Regions from separate parts of the Mus musculus genome. Here regions 2, 3, 4, 5, 6 and 7 are each linked to region 1. Evidence: chromatin contacts called from public Hi-C, HiChIP or PLAC-seq and promoter capture Hi-C data. All regions are on one chromosome and are shown on one strand. Each heading gives the region's core, a stretch centred on a gene start, on an enhancer-like site or on the middle of the called end of the contact. The rest is flanking DNA. Distances are from core to core; before and after follow the strand shown. Region 1 holds the start of Ubr2 (ubiquitin protein ligase E3 component n-recognin 2). Region 2 holds the start of Klc4 (kinesin light chain 4). Region 3 holds the start of Mrps10 (mitochondrial ribosomal protein S10). Region 4 overlaps Trerf1 (transcriptional regulating factor 1). Region 5 overlaps Trerf1 (transcriptional regulating factor 1). Region 6 holds the start of Pex6 (peroxisomal biogenesis factor 6). Region 7 overlaps Trerf1 (transcriptional regulating factor 1).

Region 1 (3,643 bases), core at 402-2,901:
GGTAAAAAAAAAATCCTTGGGTTGTGTGATATCACACAGAGTACAGGAAAACAGACTTCACACCTTACTTAGCCTCACAAGAATACAAAACTTAAAACTCACCAGGCAACAGTGGTTTGTTTTGTTTTGTTTTTTTTAAATTACCCCCACTTCCCTCTCATTTCCTCACCCAAACTATCTTCCTCTGGTCTATTCACTCCAAATATTCATCACCGACGGCACATCCCAACTACTGACCCTAACATCCTGTGTGATGATGTGTTAAATAAAGAGTCACTCATTTCCTGGGAGCTTTTTCAACTGGAGGCCTCTGAGACTAGGCTCCCAATTGTCTGAGCTATTTACAGTCACCGTGGACAATCTGTTCTGATAGGTGTCCCCTGCCCTCACTGGCAAAAGATGACGCTGAGTTTGTTGAAAGTTGTTGTCTTTGTAACTTTGCTACTTGTATCGGCGCTTGTTGATACTACATTTTAAGTCTTTACTGTGTCTGAATGGCTTAAGTTTAGGGCCTAAGGGTTCCTGATAGGCTGTGATCAACGCTATCATTAATGAGCTTGCATCTGTTCACCAAAGCTGCTTTTTCAAAGTTATATAACGTTTGTTCTCCGTCCAACTTTTCCCAACTCCTAGAAAAATTATGTATTTTTTTTTTTAAATCTGCCAGCCTCCATGCTTAGCAAACGTGTCGAGGCACCACTACATTACACACAGGCACCAAGGTTACCATCTAACGAAATAAACAAGTGCAAAACAACTTTTTAAAAAAGCACCGAGGGGGTAATGTTGGACTGTGCTGCCTGCAGCCTGGGTAAACTCCCCTCCCCGCCCCCCAGCAACAAAGTTGGAGCTGGGAGAGGATAGAATCCTTCGGCGCAGACACTGCTCCGCTTATCCTAAGAAATGGCATCAGAAGGTAAAGTAGGGCGCTTATACGACAACGTTAGGAAGCCGCTCGCTCCCATCTTCCAACAGCCAGCATATAGGGCAAAAACCCAAGTGTTGTAGACTTAATGGAGAGTGAAGCTAATTAGGGATAATGAAAGCTCTGTAGTAAGAGTCGCCGCGTATAAGGAGGATCTGAGCACCGAAGGCGCGGAGCAGGCTCGATGGCCTCCTGGGTCCTTTTCCCCACGGGACATGGCCAGCGCCGCTGTTAGCCGAAGTCAGTGGCGGGCTCCGGGATTCCCAGGACTCTGTTCCTCCCCCGGGGCGCGGCCTACGAGGGCCGGACGTAGCCCTCCCGGGCTCCCGCACTCACCCCTGCGATCTCTTCGGCAGAACATTCCAGCAAACTGCGGTCGATGGCCTGCACCTCGGGCTCCATCTCCGACGCCATCTTCTCTCCTCCTCCTCTCCCCGGGTGCTCTCGCCGCTGTCGCCTCTCCCCGGGCCTCAGCTTCGCCTCTGCTCCCGCAGCCGCGACGGTCACCCCTGTCCTGGGGCCGTCAGTCCCGGGCCGTCCGGGCTGCCGCCGAGCCGAGATGCGCGAGGAGCAAAGCGGGACGCGAACCTGCAGCGGGGACGGCAGCCGCTTGCGCGCGCGCCCGGGCTCGGCGCCCAGAAGTCAAGTCGCCTCCTCGCCCGTGACCGGGGGAAGGACACCGAGAACCCCAGGCCTGGCACTCCGGACAGCCACTACCGCGTTCAACGCCAAGAGAGGGGCAAAAACACCCAAGCGAGGGAGCAGGGCATTCTGGGTACTGTAGTCGTCCCCTGAGCGGCCAGGGAGAGAAGCGAAGCCTCTAATAAGGAGCGGCACACGAGTATCATGGGAGTTGTAGTCCATCCCCTGGCGGAAGCCTGGAAAAAGACAATTTAGAATCCGTGAGAGGGGCTTGACACCAGAAGAACGAAATAACGTTTGAGATCTCGTCTTAGTCTCTTAGTCCTATTTATTCTTGTCATTTTTTTTTTATCTCCCCAGCACCAAGAATAATCATTCCTGGCGCGATAGACACACAGCTGTCTGTCAAAAGTCTGGTATCTGATAAACCCTCAATTGTCAAAAGAATGAATGAATCGCGCGTTCTATCCCGGAGGTTCTAATGCCTTGTCATCCTGGCACTAGTCACCGAGGTGTATTTAGTACCGAGATTTTGAAAAGTTTTAAGGTACAATTGCAAGACATTTAATTTATGACCATTGATTGATATATATCCTTTTCTTTCCTTAAGTCTTGTTGCATCAGAAAAGGCGTCCAACGAATCAACTTAAAGACCAACTCTCAGAGTCAGACAACCCTGGAAGCACGCGCTTACTTCCGCGTCCAGCCTGCCTACTCCTGCGGCTGCGCGGAGGGAGAGCCAGGGCTAGAGCTGCGACTGCCATTGTTTTTTGCAGTTTCTCAAAAGGTCAAGGAAAAAAAAAAAAAAAAAAAAAAAAAAAAGACTTTAAGGTTCAATGGCAGGCCACAAAGCAACAGAAGAAATACTGGATATTTTTTTTTTTTTAGCTGCATTGCTTTAAGACTATACTGACAGAAGCAGATCTAAAAGCAGACCGATTGGAGGCTTATATACACTGACTGTAATTTGTGACATGTATTTGAATATCTTTTAAATTATCTTCGTGGAGAAGATTAGGCTCTCACAGATGACCAGACAAACCCTAATTGCCCTGTAGGAAGAGGCTGGTATCTTGTACTGGAGTTGTTAGGGTTAGACCTTGGAACCTGCGGCTCTAACAAGCTAGGCTCAAGCATATATCCTCAATATAACAATTAAAGAGATAAGCAATAATGAAGAGACAGAGAAAGGAGACTTATTCGATATAGCCACATTGGGGAGAGGGACAAAAAGGTCCAGTGACCATCTGCCCACCCTCAAGTTCACTACCTTTCAGAGTCCTGACATGAGGTTTAGTTTTAAAGAAAGGGCAGCCCTGGTCAAGGTGTGGTCCTAGTCCATCGCTGGTCCATCATTATCTTGACTCCAGTCTCTCTTGCAAGTTGTAGAAACTGTAAGACACCTCTTTCTGGGAGGCAAGCTCAAGCTCTGGTTGATGCCAGACTCCCCAGCCTTTTCCAACTCCTATTACTTGGGGGGGCCATTGTCTTAAAAGCCTGGTAGCCAAAGAGAAGAGCACAAAATGGTGGTACCTTTGTGGTTAGGGAACACAAAGGCATTAGATGAGCTAAAGTCAGGAGTGGGACCCTGGAAGAGCGTGTGTGGCGGTCTGGATGAGAATGGCCCTTCAAGGGGCTCATATATTTAAATGCTTGCTTCCCCACTGGTGGAACTGTGTGGAGGAGGTGTGTCACTAGGGGAGGGCTTTCAGGTTTCAAAAGTCCTAGCCCTTTCCAGTTAGCTCCTACCTCTGCCTACTACTTGTGGGTCAGTTGTAAACTTTCAGCTACTGCTTGAGCGCTATGCCTACCTACCTGCTTCCAGGCTCCCCCACCAAGATGTAGACTCACTCTCTGAATCTGTGAGCTGCAATAAACCCTTTCTTCTGAGATCCACCCTCACCTTCGCACACTCCTACCTTCATGCCCTTCTAAAAATGATCTAATGGCTCCATTTTCAATTCCCATGTACTCCTAGGCCTGTTTTTAAACAGGATCTCCTATGTAGCCCAAGCTGGCATGGACTTGGTACCTTCTTGACTTGGTCTCCTGAATGACGGAACAGCATTCACCACC
Region 2 (3,643 bases), core at 727-3,226, 360 kb before region 1:
TGCACCACCAGCATGCAGAAGAGTTGACACACAGTAGTCACTTAATGAACATTTAACGAATCAACAAATCCAAGTTTCTAGGACAAGGAGACCCCCAAACTTGCATCATGTCACTGGAACACTTGGCATCCCCCCTTATTCTTACCTGGGCCTCGCTCAGCCCCAGCTCGATGTTCTCCATAGACCGCCGCAGCTGCCGGGCCTTCTCATGGACCAGTCCTTCCTCATGGCCTCCCTGTTGCAGACACTCAATGGTGTGGGACAGGCTCTGCAGCACTGCCTGATGTTCACTGTGTAGGGCCTCCAGCCCTTGGCTCACCACCTTGGTGCTGCCCAAGATCTCCTCTTGACTGAGCCGGTGCCCTGCAGGCTCATCCCGCTGCCCCAACACCAAGCCTGACATCCTAGGCTAAAGAGAAACCACAGAGTTCAGGTGGGGCAGAGAAAAGACATACTACTAGAGATTGGTGGGCATCCCGCAAAGGGAAAAGAGTATGGCCGACCCCATGGCTAAGCTGATGAAAGAGGAGGAGTTCCACGGCACTGACCATAAAACTAAGGTGAGGGAGAGGAATTAACCTGGATAGAGATCTGTAGGACAATCGGGCAGGCTTGGAGCTAGAGGAATTCAGGACTTGGCAATTGGAGACAGAGCATAGGTTAGGGAAAGGAAGCAGGGGATCTGAAGCATTGTAAGAATCACAGAGGACTTGTGGGAGAGCTGTGCAGAAAGCAGTGTCCCAATAAAGGGGAAGGACCCAAGGTTAGGGATGTGGGAGTACAGGAAACAGCAGCCGTCATGACAAGGCTCTGGAAGGTTCAAGGTCTTCAGGCTGCATCAGCAAAGGCACTAAGCCCAGCACCTCCCAACCTGCTGATCTCCTTCCAAACCACCTTCTGGCCTCACTCCCCCCCCCCCCCCCCGAATTCAGCCGGTCTTCCTACTTCCTCCAAACTCATCCCTGAAGTCTCCTTACCTGCTTACAGAGCAGAAGCTCTTGGCTTCAGGCGGCTCCCAGGCCAGAGCCCGGAAGAAACTCTGACCTGAAACTAAGGATTTAGAAGGCTTTGTACTGCCCAAAGTCCAGAAGTCCGGCAGTCCCACCCCTTCTCTGTCACCACCTCACAGCCTCTCAGAGGACCTGGCACGGAGCCCCACCCAGGACAAACACCCTCCCTCCTCCAGCCTACAGGTTCTTCAAAGACTTGTACTAATGTCCCTTCTTCCTTAAGTCACTCTCCTCATTCCAGCTCGGTGCAGTTACTTTCTCCCGATAAGGAGACCTGCAGCAAGGGGTGTGGTGTCCCTGAGAAGGGAGACCCGGTTAGGATTCCCAACAGGATTACGGCAATCGCCTCCTTCCATAGCTTTGTCTGACATAATCACCTAACAGGCGCCTTAAAATGTCTCGCAAGTGCCGGATGGTTCAGGGATGCATAGCAGATCTGCTGAGCACAGTGGGGTCACGGAGCAAGGCTCCGAGCGCAGGCTACCGAAGCCTGAGGGCCCACAGTTCAGGAGTGTCTAAGGTTCCTGCCTCGCCCCGAGGGCCGAGGGTGAGGACAGAGTAAGATCGCCAAAGGCTGAGGGGAGAGGAAGGGCAGAGTGAGTGAGAACAGAGTTGCTGCCCGGGACCCGACATCAGACCAGCTCGAGGTCACAGTCAGGGGTTCCCATAGGGGGCGGGGCAGGTTATCCCACTGTCTGGACGCCGAGGGGCGGGGAAGAATCGCGGGGGGGCGGAGTTTTTGAGTCAGTCTAAAGTTTTCTGAGGTTAGTAGGAAGGGACTTATTCATTTGTCCCGGAATGTGGGAATAAGAGTCAGTGTAATCTTAATTCTCAGCCCCAGGGGTACTCCCAAAGACTCACCTGCAGTCTGCCGGTCCGGCTACCGCCTCCGTGGGTGCTGCCCCTTTAAATTTATCATGGCTGCCGCTCGAGGCAATTGTTTTGACGGCTCCAAGGGGCGGGGACTGCCGCCCGTCACGTGACCCGAGCAACCCCCCCCCCCGATGATTGGCTGAGAACTTGTTCTTTGGAGAGGCAAGAAAGCGTGTATCCTGCGGCGCTGCCGTTCTGTGCCCGCCTCTCTCGCGTCATTGGAAAGCGACGGGACCGGGACCGGAACGTCATCCCAGAGCGCCAGGCTCTGGATGAAGGTAAAAGCGAGCACGGCGCGGAGGAGCCCGGCCGGCCCATGGCGCTGTGTGCGCTGACGAGTGCTCTGCGCTCTTTGAGCCTGGCATCCGCGGCCATTACCGCCCGGGTTCCGACTCTGCTCCCTGCTGCCCAGGTAATCCGCTTACCTGGGAACTAGGATTGGTTCTTTCCGCCTGGGCTGTCCGGGATCCCGCAAGGCTAGGCGAGATCACGTGACCTTCGTTCTCCGTCAATCCCGATCTCAGATACGGGCTTCCAAGTGCTTTTGCAAGCCTTTACTAAACAGGTTGCAGAAGTAACATTAAGGTGCCAGCCGTAAACCAGGCAGAGAAGAGGACTGAATTAACCGACCTCCTGAGAGTTCTTATGCACATTTTGGGGATGAGAAACCTGGTCAGCAGTCTTACACCTTCTGGGGCTAGACAGACGGGCTTCGCAACTTGCCCTGCTACTGCAGATTAAACCTAGAGCCTCGCTCATTCTATGCGCTTCCTCTACCTCCTAGAACCAGTGCTCTTAACTGTTTTAATGTACGACTGGGTTATTGCTGATATTAGGGACTGTCGAACAGTGGGTCTGTAGTGGGCAATGGTGAATCACACACACACACAAAAGAAAGAAAGAAAGAAAAGAAAAGAAATTACTGATCTTGCTTCTCTGCATTTCTCAGGCTGAGCATGGCAGAATTTAGCGAATGTATATTTTATAATTCAAGCTAAACCAAACACTTAGTCTACAGCCAGTGGAAAAGCAAAATAATCATTTCCATTCATACTCGAAAATTCCTCAAACCGTGCATTGGGCAAAAGGCACCACTGCTGATGGTGGTGATAGGTGTGTGGAGTTTACCAGCTCTGGAGAAGTGAATTCTTCAGGGAAGGAAAGGTTTCCAGGCAAGAACTTGAAAGGATTTAGAAGATGATGAAAGGGAGACCATTTCCTTGGAGAATTATATCAGAGGTTTACCAAGTGATTACCAAGTAACTGGATAAACACATTACACTGGTATTTGTGAAGGTTGGAGATTAGGGGGCAGCGTTCTGAGATGTTTCTGGGAAGCTAAACTTAGTCTAGGTGCTTTCTTGCTTGGTTCTCTAAAAGAGAATATTTCCTTTAATCCCTAGATACAGAGCAATGTCCTCCTTCAGCTGCCCCCTGCCTTGGTGTCGCCCTCTTACCGCCCAGTGCATATGTCTGCGGACCGCAGTGCCAAGTTTGTGTCCTGGAAGAGTCGTACCAAGTACACAGTTAAACCAGTGAAGATGAGGAAGTCTGGGGGTCGAGACCATACAGGTGGGAAAAGGGCCTGGAGCATTCAGGAGGAAAGTGTGTTAGGCTCCTGGGGTTTTTTTTTTTTGTTTGTTTTTTGTTTTGTTTTGTTTTTTGAGACAGGGTTTCTCTGTGTAGCCCTGGCTGTCCTGGAGCTCACTCTGTAGACCAGGCTGGCCTCAAACTCAGAAATCTGCCTGCCTCTGCCTCCT
Region 3 (3,643 bases), core at 341-2,840, 360 kb after region 1:
TCCCTGAGCTGAGACCACCCAGAAGGACTGGAGGCTGGGTGAGAAGCCATCATGAAGGACCATACGGAGAGATGGATGCAAAGTCTAGAGGTAGTAAAGAGATTAAGGTTGGGGTACTGTCAGAACAGATCATTGGCTGAGAGGGGCCACCAGAGCTAATTCTGAGGACACTTCTGGGTTGCCTGTGCAGGTAGGGCATAGCCAAATCCAGCCACACACTAGTTAAAGATTCTGTTTCCATATAGAGATCACATATAGGCCCGCCTGAGGGGCAGGAAAGTGGTCCATATTCATAAATCTCTCATCAGTTGTGCCATCTGGACATTCTACCCTTTGCTTAGTTCTCTGGCCTGCCAAATAAGAATTAATGCCTGCTTGTGGGAGACCCAGCTTTACATTGGCATGATGGTTTATGGAGATATAGTATTGGCTAGTTTTGTGTGTCAACTTGACCCAAGCTGGAGTCACTGGAGAGGAAGGAGCCTCAGTTGAAGACATATCTCCATACGATCCAACTGTAAGGCATTTTCACAACTGCTGATCTGTGGGGGAGGGCCCAGCCTACTGTGGGTGCTGCCATTCCTGGGTTGGTAGTTCTGGGTTCTATTAGAAGGCAGATTGAGCAAGCCATGGGAAGCAAGCCAGTAAGCAGGACCCCTCCATGGCCTCTGCATCAGCTCCTGCCTCCAGATTCCAGCTCTGCTTGAGTTCCTGTCCTGACTTCCTCCAGTGATGGACTGTGATCTGGAAGTGCAAGCCAAATAAACCCTTTCCTCCCCAGCTTGCTTTTTGATCATGTTGTTTTGTAGCAGCAATAGAAACCCTTACTAAGACATATACTTTGTTTCATTCGCATTAAGTTGACCCTTATTCATTTTCCCAACAACCTCTTAAGGCCCAGGATGTAGAAGAGATGTCACAAATTCAGGATGACATTTATCATGTAGCATTTTAATCTCATTTAATCCTCTACTGCAAGTATGATTTGTTCTCATCTCTACTTGGCAAGTGAAAGAAAAAAAAAAAAAAAAAGGGGGTTCAAAGTACGGAAGAAATTTGATCAAGTCACCCACCTAAATAGAAACCAGAGCGCCTAAGTGTGGAGCTTCCATTATGCTAAATTGCATGGGAAGGCATTTTGAAAAACACAATTTAGAAAAATCCATTAACAAGCCTGGCATTCCGATGGTGTGAACAAAGTTTAAGAATGAAACGCCTTTTGCAATAAGGTAAAATGTTAGAATTTGGACTCAGTAGCAGCAGCAACTTCCTTCCCAAGTATTTCTGTTGTGTTTGTCTCTAAGCAAACAGAACCACCCAAGACAAATAGGATCTTAGGATAGACAGCGTATAGATAGAACCTGGGAGTTTATCCAGACGGCGGAAGCGACGCATCCACTCAAAACCTTAAATGAATGAGTGAATAATAAATAAGTAAATAAATAAGAAAATAGAAAATTTAAAATATAATTTTAAAAAAATTCAAGGAGCACCGTCTCTATGGTTGTTTCAGTGTCGGAACACAGGAGACACTCTTTCCTTTTCGAACTCTATGGTTCGCGAACAATGCTGTGACCCCGGAAGCGGTCCTGGGCGATCAGGGCACCAAGATGGCGGCGCGCGCAGCGTGTGTGGCTCTGTGCCGGCGCCTGCAGCAGGTAAAGGGGTGGGCGTGGGGTCCCGGCTGCCGACGGCGCCGTCATCGTCGAGTCTCGCTGCCACCCTCTGCCCGACCCGTACGGAGTCATCCTCCGTTGGAGGAAGTTATTAGAAAGTGACAAGAAAAGGGCAGGTTTTTCTCTCGAGGGACCCTACATAAATTGGCAAGACGGGAGCGAGAACCGTAAGACGTCAGAGCAGGAAGGATGAGGAAAACGCGTTCAGAGCCCTCCCTCCACGGTAGAGAGGGCCATGGAAACCGTGAGCTCAGAGAAGACAACGCTGGTCTCGGATTCTTAGGAACCGAGCCAGCAAACGCTGGGTCACATAAAGCCCCGGTGCAGCCCCACTGGGACGCCCTGCTCGCCTCCACGGCTGAGGAGGTGACCCGAGAGCTCCCAGGTCAGGGGAATGGGTCAGATCTCCCTCGAGAGGGTCTTTGAAAAAGGAAAACTTGCCTGGAGTTCGCATGGCATGAATCACAGCACTGGGGAAAGGAGGCAGGCGGACGAACTTCTGGGTTCGAAGACAGCCAGGTTATGTATTGAGATCCTATCACAAAAATAATTTAAATTAAAAACAAAAAAACCAGGCTGTTCTCAAGAACTTTGGTCTTGAAACTTTTGTGACTCTTCTCAATGGTCATTTAGTAGTTTTGAAAATAATGCTCAGAACTGGGTCAGATGGCTGACCCTGAAATAGCATTACTTGTAAAACCTGGCTTGCATATTGAGGCCCTGTCCCAAAATAAACGAATTCTTTAAAAAAGGAAGAGCTGACACTGTGGCTCGGTTGCTCAAGGGCCTAATGCCTAAAGCTGGCCCTGTCGGCCCCACAGCAGCATGTAACCCAGAGGTGGTGGCCCACACCTGTAATACCAGCCCTTGAGAGGCCAAAGCAAGAGGCGCACGCCTTTAATCCCAGCACTCGGGAGGCAGAGGCAGGCGGATTTCTGAGTTCAAGGCCAGCCTGGTCTACAAAGTGAGTTCCAGGACAGCCGGGGCTACACAGAGAAACCCTGTCTCGAAAAAAAAAAGGATCAAAGATTCCAAAAAGTTTGTTTTTCATACTAGAGATTGAACCCAGGGCCTTGCTTACACCAGACAAGGGTTCTGCCACTGAAGCCCATTTGTAGCCTTCTGTGGGACTCGAGTGGTCTGCTAGGGTTGCCGAGCCATCACTCCAGCCTCGATATCGTCCCAGGTTAGTTAACACTTTAGAAAGCCTGCTTTCCAAAGCAGAAGCAAATTTGAAGAAGAGTAAGCCTGGGACGCAGCCTTCCAGCAAAGGCAGCTTTTCTCTCGTTAGTTTTCGCATACCATCTTTTACTAGATGGTACAACCCACGCAGCTCTGGAAGACTCCACTGAACACCAAATGGAGAATGAGAGCAGAAAAGTCTTGAGTAATGTCATGGTGAGTTTTGGTTTCAGGCCTCCCGAGAGTATCTTAAGAATTCATGGGCAGCCCTGGCCCACACTTGTATAATCACTTACCTTAGGAAAAATATCAAGCCGGGCGTGGTGGTGGTGTACACCTTTAATCTCAGCACTTGAGAGGCAGAGGCAGGTGGATTTCTGAGCTCGAGGCCAGCCTGGTCTACAAAGTGAGTTCCAGGATAGCCAGGGCTATACAGAGAAACCCTTTCTCGAAAAACAAAACAAAAAAAGAAAAAAAAAATTGAGGGGCTAGGGCTGCAGTAGTTAAGAGCACTTGCACAAGTCTGGGGTTCGGGTGCCAGCACCAGGCTGTCAAGGGGAGGCTCCAGGGGCTCATGGGTCCGCTGAAGCTTTTGGCCTTCCAGACTAGCCAAGAAAAGTTGAGACTTGGGGCCAATGAGATCCTTCCTTAATGACACCCAACAGCTTCTAGCCTCCACACTCTCGTACATGCAGGTACATGCATGTAGAAACACTCACAGATGTAGACTTTTTTAAAAATTAGAATGCTAGAGACAGAGTTGTTTGCACTTGTGAGAAAAATTT
Region 4 (3,643 bases), core at 296-2,795, 320 kb after region 1:
TGGTATGTCAAAATGTGTGCCAAGTTGAGCAAAAACTAACTGTGACACCTAAGGAAGGAAGTCAGATCCGAGCTGTGCTGTTCCCTGGAGGGAAGACAGCTAGACAGAGGTCCTAGGCAGATAGATACAAGCCTGTGGAAACACTCTACTCCCTCGCTCAGGACCAGGAGGAGAGAAATGCCATGAGGCAAAGGACCAGTGAGCAAGGTGGGCGTCTGGCCCAGCCCTCAAGGCAGCCTGCCAAAGTTCAAGAGCCTGTGCAGCATCCTCAGAGGCAGCATCCTCAGAGAACAGCTGTGCAGTGCCTCCCAGTGCTCAGTCTACACGGGGACACACTGTCCCTCGCCAGTGGTTTCGCTTAAGCACTCACATCGGGGGTGGGGTGTACTGTACATGGAGGAGTCGTGGAGCTTGTAGTCAGACAGCTGGAGCTTCGGTGATATCTCCACTGAACAGGTCTTTTATGCAGATGTGCGCAGGGGATTGTGGGTGGTTGAGTTAGATCTAGCTTCTTCGCAAGGTACAGCGAAGAATCCTGTCACGTCCCACCACAACCACAAGTACCCACTGGGGCTTCAAAGTCTGCCTTGACTTTTGAAAGACAAATAAGACCTGCGAGAGACACCCTTTCTTTTTTCTTTTTTTTTTTAATATTTATTTATTATTGTAATTAAGTACACTGTAGCTGTCTTCAGACGTACCAGAAGAGGGCATCAGATCTCATTATGGGTGGTTGTGAGCCACCATGTGATTACTGGTGGTTGTGAGCCACCGTGTGGTTGCTGGGATGTGAACTCAGGACCTTTGGAAGAGCAGTCAGTGCTCTTAACCACTGAGCCATCTCACCAGCCCCGAGACACCCTTTCCAAAGTCTGGGCTCGTCTTGGAAGCTGCCCAAAGTTAATAAGGAGACAGAATTCTGTGTTTGGCTAGAATTACTTTGCAAAGAACACAGCTGTGGAAGCTTTTATTTTGTTTTATTTTTACTACATAGTAGATTTCTACTATACCTAAGTCAGTACATTCTCCTGCCTCGCCTGACATAGCATTTGCAAAATATGTTTGGTGACAAACTCAAAATATGGGCTCAGATTGAAGCCGTCCCTCCTTACTGCACCTAGAAGAAACTTGGGCAGCAGTCTACATTCCAAGAAAAAAAAAAAATCTGACCTTTTCTTGCTATAGATAATTCTGTGTGACATTGAAAATCTGCCATAAAGGCTCCCGTTTTTTTTTACAGCGAGCATGTCTTTCTGTGGTAACCACAATACTGACATCAATAAAAGGTGGTTTGGTTTTTTTTAATCCTGAAAGGAAGCCAGAGAGACCCTCTAAAAAAGATACTGTGTCCAAGTTTTCTCTGCCCCAGGAATGTCTGTTTTTAATTGCCTGGATTTGCTGTAGATTGGCCCCAAATTAGCCACCATCCAGAGGGCCGTTTCCCAGCAACCAAAGCTCCATGCATTTTGCCTCTGGATACTATACTAGTGCCCATTTCATCCAGTTAATTAGGCTCTTTGTCATTAGCCTTAATCGGCTTGTTAGGGCCCCTGCTGATAATAGCCCAATAGCCAGGAATCCCCAGGTGGAACAAGTAAGTCTGGGGGAATGTCAGCCCACTAACCTCATTTGCCAGCCTGGAGGGTGGCAGAGATCTTACAGAGAGAGGCAGAGCTTTGAGAAACCAAGCAAGGAGTTCCAACAGGGCCAGGCAGCCTCATAAGAGGCCACACATCAGAAGAACAATGTGTGTCCCATCGCCTGCGCTGATACAGGATCTGCCTCAAGTGACTTGTAGAGACACAGAGCATCTATTGAGCACCTATTTATGACCAAACAGTGTTGGTCACAGTGAACTGGCCACCTGTGCCCAAGGGTAAGGAAACTAAGAATTGGACTTCCGTGCTGTCCCGGAAGGAAGAACTGTCAGGGCACATGCACAGCAGAAGATCTCCTGGCTAAAATCAACCTTGGTCACAGCCTAGTGAAGCCATCTGGGGAGAGTGCTCAGATGTCATTTATCTATACCAGGAACTCAGTCTAAGACCCAAGGATGGAGCTTCAATCCCAGTGAGCAGTCCCTGGTCTCTGGAGGCCATGTGTTGTGTGCCATGCCCTATTGGATGCATGCACACGTGAGTACAAGCACTATCCTTTTCATACTTACTAGGACTGTACAAGTGCCATCCTCTTTCTGTCACTAGCCTCAAAGTAGGAGTGACACAGAGAAGAAAGGGAGCCACCATCCCACTGTTTTCCTGGACAACTGAAGACCTGAGACAGAAAACCTCATTACAGAGCAACAACCTCAAGGCACACCCCCAAGAGGTCTTTTTTTTCCCCCCTCCTCCTTCAAGTATGGGGACTCCTGCCTAGCAGACGGCCCAGCAAGCCTTGTGGACACTTGAAGTAATGGATGTCTCAAAAGTAAGCAGAGCTGGGAACTCAGCCCTGCTCTTTGCACCAGCACTGATAGTGAGCCCAGTGAGGGGCAGTAGTTAAGTATGGCCTCCATAGAGATGCTGATGGCTTGAGAAGGCTGAGTAACCCTGCCAACGTCTCCAGGCAGAGTGGCAATAACTCTGATAAATGTACAATCTAAAGTCAAAGAGACTGTTCATTGATCGGCTTGGGGGTGAGCATTATCAGCGTCTCCTGATGCTCCATCTGAGGGAATATATTATATCCAAGGGCCACCCATCCTTGAATTGCAGGGGGCAGCACAATGTCCCCCTTCCCATACGAGCTGCTGTGACAGAGCTTCCGGCGCTGGCTTTCCGACCCCGCTACCTCGTCACTATTTTGATGGACACCTGAAAGCAGCTGGGACTGTTCTTTAATCACCCAGCTTAAATTGCTGGCTGCTTGATCTCGGCCTTCGTTCTCTTTGGCCCTCTCCAGCAGCGGAGAGGAGCTGGCAACTCTCTTCCCCCAAGGCCCAGAATGTTGGTCAAATCTGAGGAATATTATGAGATGGCTACGAAGGCACAGATGTTACCTATCCTCCCACCCTCCGTGCACACACAGTTGCTGTGGTTTGCACAGACCATGAATTGAGGGGTTCCAGATCTCAAGCTACTTCCTCTGCTGAGATTGTGCCTATAAATTAGAGGATGCTTCTGTGCAACATTGTCTTCAAAACTGTAAGGGTGTAACCTTGCAAAGCCGTGGAAATAAGTGATCTTAAAGTCAGCCAGACTATGGTCTATACAGAGTCTACAGCCTGAGCTTTTGGCTGGAAGACCTACCAAGGATTTATGGGCAAAGGGCGTTTATTTCAGACACCTGCATTTACATCACTGAGCCACGTACTCCCTCGGCAATCCAGGATGCCTGCCCACCCAGAGAGGCTTCTCTTGATTCACAGATTTTTATTTTTCATATGCTTGAATGGAAAATGCTGTTCAGATTGCCTGTGCTTATGTCCTGTCAATTGGCCAGAGTACAATGGAAAACTTGGACCTTCCCCTAGCTGGGAGTAAAGATGCTGTGGGCATCGGGAATGGTGGCGCACACCTATGGACCCAGGACCTTGGAGGCAGGAGCAAATAGGTGTCTGTGAGTAAGAGGCCAGCCAGGGCTACACCATAAGACAAACTAAGGAAAGCCACAGCTTAAAGAGATCTGAGAAGGGAGATGGACT
Region 5 (3,643 bases), core at 469-2,968, 300 kb after region 1:
CCTGTCTTAGTTAGGGCTTCACTGCTGTGAGCAGACACCATGATTATGGTCATTCTTGTAAGGACAACATTTCATTGGGACTGGCTTACAGGTTTCAGTCCATTCTCATTAAGGTGGGAACATGGCAGCATCCAGGGCAGGCATGGTGCAGGAGGAGCTGAGAGTTCTACATCTTCATCTGAAAGCTGCCAGCAGAATACTGACTTCCAGGCAGCTAGGATGAGGATCTTAAAGCCCATGCCCACAGTGACACACCTACCCCAACAAGGCCTCACCTCCAAATAGTGCCACTCCCTGGCCTAGGCATACTCAAACCACCACAGAGGCACAGCACATGCCAAGGTCCTCTTGTGGAACAGAGCACATCAGGTTCGATGGAAAGGATCCTTGGAAGGCTGGCCAATCTGTAACAGATGAGGTCCAGTTACCTTGAATATGGCAGTGGTAGGCAGCTGTCCTGGAGCTCAGGCCCTGCGGACTGGGCAAGTAGCACTTCTCTAGGAAAGCTTGAGGAAATGACAAGAGTGTCTCCTCAGATTGGGATGGCAGGCTCTGAGGGGCAGAACATTGCAGGGGCTGGTTCTCCTGTGTCTCTCCGTGCTTACTCTTACGTGGGTTCAGGCCTTCACCTGAATGCAGCTAGGCCAATGTTTTCTGATTGACGCACGTCAGTCCCTGGTCAGAGCTGGATCCTTTGATAAAAGGCAATTTCTGTTTTGAGATAGGCCTCAGCTTCATTTCTGCTGCTGGGATAAAATACCCTGACAATAAGCAAGTCATGGGTCTAGGAGAGATGGCTCAGTGGTTAAGAACACCGGCTGCTCTTCTAGAGGACCTGGGTTTAATTTCCAGCACCCATATTGCTGCTCACAACTATCTGTATGCAATTCCAATTCCAAGGGATCCAATGCCATCTTCTGGCCTCCCCGGGCACCACATACATGGTGCTCAAACATGCATGTAGGGAAAGCATAAGATATACATAAAATAAAAATAAATTGAGCAACTTTGAGAGAAACTCATTTTAGTTCACAATTTGAGATTGTCGTCCGTCACCGTGGGTACGTCGCAGCAGCAGGAACCTGAGGTAGCTGGTCACATCGCATCCACAGTCAAGCAGAAAGGAATAAATGCTTATATGCTTGCTTGTTCTGGCATGAGTGGGCTCCACTTGATTTCCTCTCTGCTTATGTAGTTCAGGAGCCCCCGGCATAAGGAATGGCACTGCCCACAGTGGGCTGGGCCTCCTACATCAATTAATGAAGGTAAACTTCCCTGGAGATGCCCACAGCCAACCCAGAGTAGAGAGCCCCTCGCTGACACTCTTTCCAGGTAACTCTGGGTTGTGTCAAGCTGACAGAACTAACTGTTGCAGTGGGACTGGGCAAGACGCTCTTGGCTGTAAACTCTTAACCAGCTCCCCTGTGGCCTGGGCTATCTTTTGAGCAATGAGGGACACTGCTTCTGGAACATATTGCCCCTGTTCCTAGCACCCTTGTGCAACTTCTGAGAAGTCATCAGGGACCGCCCCTCACTTTCCACACCACCTCAAGTTCAGGGTCAACTCCAGATGTTTCTGTTTATTAAAAAAAAAAAATCCTCCCTGAAATAAGTTTGTAAAACTCCTTCGTCTTCAATTTTTGAGACAGGATCTTATGTAGCCCAGAAGGGCCTTCATTCCCTCGGGATCCTCCTGGCTCTGAGGGCTGGAATTGCAGGCATGTGTCACCACACCCAACTTGGCTTTTGTAAAATTCTTCGCCCCCTGGCTCATGTTCGAGTTTACATTTATGGCTTTTATCATGTTTGCCAATGTGATCTCCAGGATATTTATAAATATTGATATTTAAGTGAAACTATGACATCACCCACTACTCACTCATTACACACACACACAAACACACACTCAGTCATACACACTCATACTCACACAACACACATAGACACACATACTGTGTCTTCTGCTATTCCTTGAAACTTTATTTATATGTCACCTCCCCCAGGAATTCTATGTGTAATGTATTTTTTAGGTTTAAAGTTTTTTCATTTGGGTCCCCATCCTATTTGTCTGTAACAATTTATATATGAAGTTTACATTTTCCAACTTCTGAATCATGAATCTGTGTTAAACTTTCTTCTGGTTTGAGTTACAGATTCTAATTTTTAATAGTGCACAATTGATCAGGCCACAGGTAAATAATAAACAGAAAAAAGTAAAATTACATTGAAAATGTACCTCAGGACAGTGGCACTGAATGACTTTTTGAAAATAAACTTCTCACTGGGCTGGCATGCTGCTCAGTTAGGGCCTTGACTGCATCAGGCCCTGGGTTTGATCCCCAACGCTGTATAAAGCTGAGGTTCCCCCTCCTGTAATCTCAACACTTAGGAGGTAGAGTCAAGAGAGTCAGAAGCTGAAGGCAATCCTCAGCTACACAAGCTCAAGGCCAGCCTGGGCTACATAAAACCGTGGAGAGACAGCTCACTGCTTAAGAGCAGTTTCTGCTCTTCCAGAAAATTAGCTCAGTTCCCAGCACCCATGGTCGGGGAATGATGGCATCCAGGGGATCTGACGCCTTCTGGCCTCCATAAACACCCACATTCATATGTACACAAGCACACATGCACATATAAAGAAATAACTAAAAATAATCTAAGAAGATTATTTATTGCTAGTATGCGAACAGGACCAGCCTTTCCCAATCTATCCAGACATAAGCACAGAAAACCATTGTTCATACTCGATAGGAAGAACACAGAGTTTTATCTACAAAAAAAAGGAAAATGTAGGAGCTGGAGAGAAGGTTGTGTGTTCAAGAACCCTTGTTGGACGTCCAGGTGACCCAGGTTCAGTTCCCAGCACCCACATCAGGTGGCTCAAAAGCACCTGTATGTCCTGCTCCAGGGGACCCAGTGCTCCCTGGCCTCAGCAGGCACTGCACACATACGATGCACATGAACTCACACTGCACACATACGATCACACATACGATGCACATGAACTCACACTGCACACACACATATGCATAAACTTAAGAATTAGTAAATCTTTAAAACAAAACAAAACAGAAACCCCGTTTGATGTTTAGTGTATATGGTGCCCCATTGTCGGTGTGCTGTGACCACTGAGCTATTCTGGTAAACACACATTTGCTTAAAGCAAGATCACTCAGTTCTTCGATCTGCTTCTGAATTCTACACCAAAAAAAAAAAACCACATCATGATCCATCACGAGCTGGGAGGTGGCTTACTTGTTGCACAAACACGAGGACCTGAGTTCAAATCCCCAGTCCACATATAAAAAGCTGGGTGTGCCTATCTGTGGCTATAACTCCAGCACTGTGGGCGGCCCAGAGAAGGGGAGCATGGGAGCTGGCTGGATACTCATCTACCGTAAGGTTCATTGAGAGAGCCTGGAATAAGTGGGAATTGATTGTGCAGGATGCCGGGAGTCCTCCTCTGACCTGCACATGCTCACTTGCTCCCCCTCCAGGTAAGTATACACACAACACACACGATGACACACCTGTGGAGGTCAGAGTACAGTGGTCAGGAGTCAGGTCTCTCCTTCCACCATGTGGGTCCCTGGATTTGAACCGAGGTCTCCTGGCTCAGCAGCCAGTGCCTTGATCCTCTGAACCG
Region 6 (3,643 bases), core at 381-2,880, 300 kb before region 1:
CTACATCTCCAGGCCAATTTCAGGTTCATGACCTAAGGTATTTCCAGGAGCTAAAATCAGAAATCTAAATATTTTCTCATCTTCTGGGGATAAAGATACCTTAATACATGTAGTCAATACTCAAACTTTCTGATATCTGATGTCCAAATTGTTCCAGAATGTATACTATACAAAATAGAAGACTATCTCAAAAGGTTCGACTGTAAAGGAGACAGTCTGACAGTAACTGGAAAAAAAATACAAGGTCCAGAAAAGGGGAATAGCCACAATCCAATATATTGATTAAATGTATTTCACAAAAACCTGTATCTGTTAATTACAAAGGAGACTTCTGGAGGGGGGCAGTTGGAGAGATGGCTCAGCTGTTAAGAGCACTAACTGCTCTACCAGCAGGCCCAGGTTTTATTCCCAGTACCCACCTGTCACTCACAAGTGTCTATAACTCCAGTTCCAGGGGATCTGACACCCTCACATAGACATACGTACAGACAAAACAGCAGTGCACGTACAAATTTTAAATAAATAAATCATAAAAAAGAAAGAGTAAAGACAAAGACGAAATCTAAGTAACTAAGGCTATTGGCTCAGTTCCCATCACAGAAGCCTTCAACCCTTTCCTTCTCTGTCGCCTTCTCTCCTATAGCTCTCCTAGAATTAGGTAAACTGTTCAAGCTTCAAGTTAGATCGGAGTAGGACAGAGAACGTGAAGGACCCAAGGCACTGGAACATGAGCTTTAAGGAGGGTGTGTTGGGAGAAGTGTGGCAACACCAAGCAACAGGGCTACATGAATCCCATGCATTAATTCAGCCAGCAGCCGCTGCATAAATAGATTGGCATAAGCATGGCTGGGGCAGTTTTATCCCACCATCCCCCTTACAACGTTCCCGGTAACCCTCAAGACGCTGTGCCTACAGCTGAGCAGGACAAACTAAGACATCCTCAGGAAAATGGACTTTTTCCACTTTTCTTTGTTTTTAAAGATTTATTTATTTTATGTAAGTCCGTACACTGTAGCTGTCTTCAGACACCCCAGAAGAGGGCATCAGATCTCATTACGGATGGTTGTGAGCCGCTATGTGGTTCCTAGGATTTGAACTCAGAACCTTTGGAAGAGCAGTCGGTGCTCTTAACCACTAAGCCATCTCCCCAAACCCCATCCTTCTTTTCACACCAATTATTCTTTTTTGTTTGTTTGTTTTGTTTTGTTTTTCGAGACAGGGTTTCTCTGTGTAGTACTGGCTGTCCTGGAACTCACTCTGTAGACAGGCTGGCCTTAAACTCAGAAATCCACCTGCCTCTGCCTCCCAAGTGCTGGGATTAAAGGCGTGCGCCACCACCGCCTGGCCCACACCGATTACTCTTGGTCAGTTAAATACTGAGTTCAAGTTATGGGGCATGAAGGTCGAGAGGACGCTACTTGCCCTACAGAATTGTAAAAATGCTCCTCCACTGAGTTTCAAAGGGCGCGTGCGTCGACAACAACGGAGGCGGTCGTCAAGCCAGGCTCCCCCCCACCCCTGTGCATCTTCTCAGGGGCCGACTTGGCCATCGGCACCCCGCCCACTTTCCTACCGGAAGCGGAAACGCCTCTCTTGCCCCGGACTTTTTCCGCCCCCTATTTCCGGAAGTGGAGTGGTTTCCTTCTCCTTCGCCATGGCGTTGGCTGTCCTGCGCGTCCTGGACCCCTTCCCGACGGAGACACCACCGTTGGCGGTGCTGTTGCCTCCCGGGGGCCCGTGGCCAGCGACGGGGCTGGGGCTGGTGCTGGCACTGCGGCCGGCGAGCGAGAGTCCCGCGAAGCCCGCGCTGCTCGTGGCGGCCGTGGAAGGGTCCGGCGCCCAGGGCGAGCAGCGCGGGCCGGGGCCTCCGCCGCTGCTGGTGAGCCGCGCGCTGCTGCGGGTCCTAGCGCTGGGGCCCGGGGCGCGAGTACGAGCGCGGCTTGTGCGGCGTCCCCCGGCCCTGGGCTGGGCGTTGCTTGCCACGGCTCCGGGACCCGGGCTAGGGCCTCGAGTCGGGCCGCTGTTGGTGCGCCGCGGGGAGACCCTCCCCGTGCCCGGATCGCGAGTGTTGGAGACGCGACCGGCCCTGCAGGGGTTGCTGGGCCCGGGGACACGGCTGGCCGTGACTGAGCTCCGCGGGCGGGCCAAACTGGGCCAGGAGAGTCGGGATCACAGCCATCCCCCGCCCCCGCCCGTAGTGTCGTCCTTTGCAGCTTCCCACTCGGTCCGGCGACTCCGAGGGGTTCTGGGAGGGACTGGAGATGCGCTGGGTGTGAGCCGGAGCTGTCTCCGGAGTCTCGGACTCTTCCAGGGCGAATGGGTCTGGGTGGCCCAGGTCGCAGAGTTACCCAACTCCTCGCAGCCGCGCTTGGCTCAAGTCCAGGTTCTAGAACCGCGCTGGGAGCTGTCTGAGAGACTGGGACCCAACTCCGGGCAGCAGCCGGGAGAGCCACTCGCTGACGGACTGGTGTTTCTGCCCGCCACTCTGGCTTTTAATCTCGGCTGTGACCCCCTGGAAGTGGGAGAGCTCAGAATTCAGGTCAGGAATGCTTCCTTTAACTTTTGCTCTCTTCCCTGTCTTTACTGAGTTGGAAGGCTAAATCTGTAGAATTCAGGTCCCCTGTGCCTTACAATTAGACCTTTCACTTAAGGTCTCTTAGTCTTGTATACTCATTTTCTCTTATCAAACTGTCTTTCACGTGTTCAGGTGAAACATGAGGTTCCCTGCCAAGTACCAGCTCTGCGTACCCCTAGTCTGTAACTGCGTTGCTACGTTAGAATGCTATCCTGGTACCTCTTGCTTTTTCCTTGACTGACTTCTTGTTCTAACTTTATCTGATAAAGCAACTGTCATTTCCGACCTAAACGTGACACTCGCATAAATCCTTTCATGATTTTATAACCACAACCTTAACATCATTTCTTCCTCTTGTAGCCTTTTGAGCCTTGTTAGGGTATATATCTTATTTATATGATTACACACACACTGTCTAGGCCTCAGTCATATATTGTACATAACTTGATATGTCTTATTAAATACATTTAAGAGAAGTTCTTGAAGTGTTTGATTTCTGCCTTTTAAAAATACAATTGTGCTTGGGAGAGGCGGGGTCTACAGTTTAGTTTCTAAGCATAGAAGTATATGATTTAGGCTGGTGCTGGCTTGAAAGGAAGCCAGTAGCCACGTAAAATTAACTAGTTAACACCAGATCTGAAGTTGATTTAACCTCTCTCGGGTGCCCAATGGCCATAGGTAGAAACAAAGACAGTCCATCAGAGTTAGTTGAGTGACTAGTTAACACTGAGATGGACCTAGTGTGTGGCCCAGCACCCAGAGCAGACAGACCAACCCTGTCCACTAAGATGTCCAGATGAGAGTGGTCTCCTTCTAACAGAAGTACAGTGGAGGACAGTCAGCTGACCAGCCCGTTAGTGGTGTCAGGACATATCTGAAGCTGGCTGTGGTGGCTCCTGTCTGTAGTTTTTGAGAAGCTGATGCACGAAAATCAGTGGGTTGAAGGTCAGCCTGAGCTCTGGACTGAGACAACAAAACTATATAGCCTTTTCCCACAGCCAGAGCCATGTCTTCACCAGAGACCACTTGGTGTCAACTCAGTAGCTACCTGCTGTCCTTCAGAGAACC
Region 7 (3,643 bases), core at 524-3,023, 280 kb after region 1:
GTAGCCAGCGCTTTTGTTCAGTGGTGCTTTGAAGTGGACAGAGCTGGTTTATGGAACACAAGTGGAGGTGGGAATCTGGTGTGAAGGAATCCCAGCCTCGATACTGATTACAGTGTCTGAACTGGAGCATGATAGATAGATAGATAGATAGATAGATAGATAGATAGATAGATAGATAGATAGATAGAGGAAGGAACAAACAAACTAAAATGGGTACAACTATACTCTTGTGGACCCAGCCATTTGGTGGCAGAAGCAGGAAGATCATTTCAGATTAGAAATTCAGGGCCTGTCTGTGGAACCCATTTCAAACCCAAATAGCTGGACATGGTCGTTCACACATATTATCCTAACACTCGGAAAGCTGATGCAGAAAGATCACTATGAGTTTGAGGGCAGCCTGGGCTACAGATAGTATTTCAGGCCAGGCCGGTCTACAGAGTGACATCTTTTCTCAATCAATCAATAAATAAATATCAAACGATCAGAGGCAAGACACAGCTCATGGCTAGCCATTGCTTGCAGCAGGTATCAGCCTTGGGTTCTTGAAAAGAGCCTGAAATATCCCATCCTCCATACACACTCCTGTGTCCTGTTCTGTGATGTGCCACGAGAGGTGCTGGAGCCTCTCGCTGTGGTCTGTTCCCTTATGGAGCCTTATGAAGGGCGGTCTGGCTGCCCATAACCATGGTCCTCTGGCCAGGGAAGAAGGATCTTCAACATCCATTCACCTCCATTCTGTGTGTGCACCAATTACGCATGGGGTGATGGGCGTGCCATAGCAGGAGCGCAGGGTCAGAGGTCAGCTCTTTGGACTCCCTTCCACTGTTACATGGTCTCCAGGGAATCAAGCTGAAGTTGCCGGATTTATGTGGCAGACACCTTTACCCACCAAGCCATCTTCCCGCCCCCGCCTTCAGCTGTCTTCGCCTCTGCTTGGTGGTTTTCTGCACTACCAGGTTTATCTCAGGCCACTTCCTGATTTGATATCGATCAGGTACCCACTTTTGCCTCAGGGACTGCTACTTTTAGTGACTCTGGGCTCTGTGTGGTGAACGTGTAGCATCAAAAAGGCATAGCCAAAGAGTTGCCTAAAGAACCAAATATCTTCACTTAGAAAGGAAGCTGAGGGAGAGAGTGCTGTGCCTGTGAGGGGTCAGGGAAGGCTTCCTGGAGGAGGAAGACTTGCATTGAGTCAGTGGCTCCAGTAGGTGAGATGGCAGCAGAGGGAGTTTGGGTTCTACAACGTTTGGCTGTAGAAATGGTGGGGTCTAGTCTTAGAGACCAGTAACTGTTCTCATAGGCAGTAAGTGCCAGCTAGTGGCTTCCAGGCCCACAGATGGCCTCCATGGCCCCTCCCGAAGGTTCCGCCAGCTGTTAGCATATCCAAAGTCCTATGAAGTCCTACTGTGTGCCCCCAGGCTCCTGAGTCGTCTAGCCATCCACAAACATCATCAACTTGTGTGCTTCTGCCTTAAGTTTTCCCAGAACCTGGGTCACCAAGCTCAGGAATTGGCATCTTTCTCTAAAACTGTAAGGACCAAACTCTATTCAAACTACCTCGTGTTGCTTGGTTGTTTGGGGAGGGAGGGGGTTGCTAGGCAACCTGGGTAAGGGGGTGGATGGGATTAGGGAAAGGTTTTTCTCTTCCCATACAGTTAGGAGAAGGTGTCCTGATGTTCTCAATCAAATGAGTGGCTAGGCCCATACGCCTGGGGCTAGAGGCCCAACCCCACCAGTAAACCTCAGAGTCTATTAACAGCCTCTCTGCTGGGTGAGTCACCCTTCCTGCCCCTCCTTACCTCTACTTACTCAGGGCTCTGAGGCCAGACTGATCCTTCCATCCAGCTGGCTTGGCCCAGGGCGAGCTCAATGAGATTAACTATTTAACTATTTCCCACTGGTGAATTCCCCGAGGCAGCTGAGCCCTGGTTGAAGCAAGGGCTTGTCCTGGATACACCCATGGAGATAATTCCAGAACCAGGAAGCAGGGTGCAGCGCATCCAGGACTGTCTGAGGAGCCTGGGGTGCCAGAGGCACTGGGTATAAAGCCAGGAGGTGTCCCGGGCTGAGGGCCCCTGTGCTGTCAGGGTTACATAATAGCTGACAGAAACATGCTCTCAAGTGAGTCTTTAAGTGCTCCTCTGGAGACTGGCCATCAGCACAGCATGATGACAGAGTGAATGTCTTGCTCCTAAAACTACCTTAAGTCCCTGACCTGCACTGGTCGTAACACGTGCGCCATTCTGATATGTTCTGATTTCTGTGTTTACTTGTTTGCGTGTGGACATTTGAGGCAGGGTCTCTCAAACTCTGTAGCCGAAACTGGCCTTGAGCCCAAGATGCTCCTCCCCTGTCAGCCACCATGGTCAGCTATGTATTTTTTACATGTGTGTGCATGTGTGCATGCCTGTGTGCATTTGTGTGTGCGCGCACGTGTGCTTGTGCATGTGGAAGCCAACGGACAATCTCAAGTGTCTTCCTTGTCTTTTATGACAACCGCCCCTTGGCCTGGAACTCCCAGATTAGGCCAGTGAACTCCAGGAATCCTCCCTGTCTCCACTGCCCAGCGTTGGGTACAGTGTCCAAGGAGGCCAGAAGAGACGGGGTTAGGACCCTGGACTGGAGTTACAGGTCATTTGAACCATCATGTGCGTGCTGGAAACCAAACCCAGGTTGTCTGGAAGAGCAGCCAAGTGCTTTTAACTGCTGAGCCTTCTCCTCAGCCTTCCTCCCCACAATGGGCTGCTCTTTGGGGACCCTCTAAGATACCAGTGTGGAGGAGGATCTACTGTTTCAAGCCCTGGTCCAGGATTTTTGGGGTGTCCCGGGGAGCACCTAGAGAAACTCCTCACACTGAGTTCCCTCTTGAAGCTCAGGGTCCTGTGTTCTGCAGAAGCAGAGCCTGGGGTATAGGACAGGAAGTCACTTGCCCAACAGGGTCCCAGAGCTGGCCCTTCTCTGTTTGGTCCAGCTTATCTTTTTGTGAGGTTTGCATTTCCTGAATCTTCGGCAGCTGGATGGGGGTGGGGAGTAGGGTAGGGGAAGTGGGCTTAAAGGAGCCCTATCTGAGACTGTTTAAATTTCCGGTGACGAGGAGATATTAAATATTATTTACAGTAGTCTGTGAGCCTGGAATCCAGCAGACACAGGGGGGAGACTCGGTTGGAATCCAGAAGACCAAGAGGAGAGGAAGGGATGGCCACGTGAGGGCTAGTCAGAGGCAGCAAGACACAGTGATGACACAGAAATAAATGGGAGTTTGTGTTCTCCCGCCTCCACGGGACTCCATGGAGATTCACGTGCTTGGACCTCTGGACTTCTGCCTCCCTGGGGCTCCCGTCACTCAACTTGGAATGAGTTTGCATCCATAGAAATTGTGGTTGTCCGTGTCCCTTGTGTTGTTTTTAGAGAGCTCATTCTGACGTCTCAGAGGCTGCTATGAGGTCTGAAGGCATTCCCTGGTAGCGGGGAAAGTCCGTCAGAGCAGATGAATGGGAGCTGAGGCCACTTCCGGCCCTCATCTCCGGGATAGTCCGGCTAGACGGCATGTGCCTAGTTCCTCAGAGTGACCATCATTCAGTGGGAGGAAAAGTTGTAACCCAAAATAATGCAATGGTGACCGTGCTGCCAGTTTCCTGAG

Evidence for each region. Promoter capture Hi-C pulls out the DNA fragments that hold promoters and counts their contacts. Hi-C and Micro-C count contacts between places; a contact is called where the count stands out from the background. HiChIP or PLAC-seq counts read pairs in DNA pulled down with a chosen protein or histone mark.
Region 2: a Hi-C map of CD8 T cells shows a contact between it and region 1, with 4 times the contacts expected there. The contact joins the promoter of Klc4 here to the promoter of Ubr2 in region 1. A contact is called at or near these places in 3 of 39 promoter capture datasets (erythroid cells, liver and pre-B cells), 3 of 484 Hi-C or Micro-C datasets (CD8 T cells, embryonic stem cells and natural killer cells) and 3 of 115 datasets of contacts at active chromatin or transcription factors (T-cell acute lymphoblastic leukemia, memory CD8 T cells and microglia).
Region 3: an H3K27ac HiChIP or PLAC-seq map of embryonic stem cells shows a contact between it and region 1, with 4 times the contacts expected there. The contact joins the promoter of Mrps10 here to the promoter of Ubr2 in region 1. A contact is called at or near these places in 16 of 39 promoter capture datasets (the 3T3-L1 cell line, 3T3-L1-derived adipocytes, the HPC-7 cell line and 11 more), 2 of 15 datasets of contacts at CTCF or cohesin (CD8 T cells and the NIH/3T3 cell line), 6 of 484 Hi-C or Micro-C datasets (B cells, CD4 T cells, CD8 T cells and 3 more), 30 of 115 datasets of contacts at active chromatin or transcription factors (the 230-238 cell line, DN3 thymocytes, the SCID.adh cell line and 24 more) and 4 of 9 other capture datasets (adipose tissue, liver, macrophages and 1 more).
Region 4: a contact with region 1 is called in an H3K4me3 HiChIP or PLAC-seq map of embryonic limb bud, with 2.9 times the contacts expected there. The contact joins the enhancer-like site here to the promoter of Ubr2 in region 1. A contact is called at or near these places in 9 of 39 promoter capture datasets (the 3T3-L1 cell line, 3T3-L1-derived adipocytes, the HPC-7 cell line and 6 more), 1 of 484 Hi-C or Micro-C datasets (bone marrow-derived macrophages), 19 of 115 datasets of contacts at active chromatin or transcription factors (T-cell acute lymphoblastic leukemia, bone marrow-derived macrophages, craniofacial prominence and 12 more) and 1 of 9 other capture datasets (pancreatic islet).
Region 5: a contact with region 1 is called in a promoter capture Hi-C map of embryonic stem cells, with 3 times the contacts expected there. The contact joins the enhancer-like site here to the promoter of Ubr2 in region 1. A contact is called at or near these places in 8 of 39 promoter capture datasets (the 3T3-L1 cell line, the HPC-7 cell line, the SN4741 cell line and 5 more), 1 of 484 Hi-C or Micro-C datasets (bone marrow-derived macrophages), 13 of 115 datasets of contacts at active chromatin or transcription factors (bone marrow-derived macrophages, cardiomyocytes, craniofacial prominence and 8 more) and 4 of 9 other capture datasets (adipose tissue, embryonic stem cells, macrophages and 1 more).
Region 6: a contact with region 1 is called in a promoter capture Hi-C map of erythroid cells, with 7 times the contacts expected there. The contact joins the promoter of Pex6 here to the promoter of Ubr2 in region 1. A contact is called at or near these places in 2 of 39 promoter capture datasets (erythroid cells and pre-B cells), 1 of 484 Hi-C or Micro-C datasets (CD4 T cells), 1 of 115 datasets of contacts at active chromatin or transcription factors (embryonic stem cells) and 2 of 9 other capture datasets (adipose tissue and pancreatic islet).
Region 7: a contact with region 1 is called in a FOXA1 HiChIP or PLAC-seq map of pancreatic cancer cells. The contact joins the enhancer-like site here to the promoter of Ubr2 in region 1. A contact is called at or near these places in 14 of 115 datasets of contacts at active chromatin or transcription factors (bone marrow-derived macrophages, craniofacial prominence, embryonic basal ganglia and 9 more) and 4 of 9 other capture datasets (adipose tissue, liver, macrophages and 1 more).

What each region holds. Positions count from the first base shown.
Region 1 is chr17:47,008,881-47,012,523 of GRCm38.p6, forward strand. Ubr2 (ubiquitin protein ligase E3 component n-recognin 2) reads right to left here and starts at 1,652. Exons shown (of 47, transcript NM_146078.3): 1 at 1,262-1,652. The coding sequence starts at 1,339.
Region 2 is chr17:46,644,104-46,647,746 of GRCm38.p6, forward strand. Klc4 (kinesin light chain 4) reads right to left here and starts at 1,977. Exons shown (of 16, transcript NM_001357130.1): 1 at 1,872-1,977; 2 at 146-409. The coding sequence starts at 403. It overlaps Mrpl2 (mitochondrial ribosomal protein L2), which reads left to right and starts at 2,126. Exons shown (of 7, transcript NM_025302.4): 1 at 2,126-2,295; 2 at 3,287-3,455. The coding sequence starts at 2,200.
Region 3 is chr17:47,367,297-47,370,939 of GRCm38.p6, forward strand. It overlaps Mrps10 (mitochondrial ribosomal protein S10), which reads left to right and starts at 1,591. Exons shown (of 7, transcript NM_001146212.1): 1 at 1,591-1,658. The coding sequence starts at 1,611.
Region 4 is chr17:47,332,101-47,335,743 of GRCm38.p6, forward strand. The region is part of intron 11 of Trerf1 (transcriptional regulating factor 1); the gene reads left to right. Among named protein-coding and RNA genes, the nearest start is that of Mrps10, 35 kb to the right of the region's middle. Within about 2 kb of position 1,546, at least 46 of the 459 cell types and tissues checked have an H3K27ac peak or open chromatin away from gene starts, as enhancers often do. A contact at or near this core is called in embryonic limb bud and hematopoietic stem and progenitor cells, where this site is marked.
Region 5 is chr17:47,309,878-47,313,520 of GRCm38.p6, forward strand. The region is part of intron 2 of Trerf1 (transcriptional regulating factor 1); the gene reads left to right. Among named protein-coding and RNA genes, the nearest start is that of Mrps10, 57 kb to the right of the region's middle. Within about 2 kb of position 1,719, at least 21 of the 459 cell types and tissues checked have an H3K27ac peak or open chromatin away from gene starts, as enhancers often do. A contact at or near this core is called in adipose tissue, where this site is marked.
Region 6 is chr17:46,709,846-46,713,488 of GRCm38.p6, forward strand. It overlaps Pex6 (peroxisomal biogenesis factor 6), which reads left to right and starts at 1,631. Exons shown (of 17, transcript NM_145488.2): 1 at 1,631-2,539. The coding sequence starts at 1,655.
Region 7 is chr17:47,292,413-47,296,055 of GRCm38.p6, forward strand. The region is part of intron 2 of Trerf1 (transcriptional regulating factor 1); the gene reads left to right. Among named protein-coding and RNA genes, the nearest start is that of Trerf1, 64 kb to the left of the region's middle. Within about 2 kb of position 1,774, at least 225 of the 459 cell types and tissues checked have an H3K27ac peak or open chromatin away from gene starts, as enhancers often do. A contact at or near this core is called in adipose tissue, bone marrow-derived macrophages, embryonic stem cells and 8 more, where this site is marked.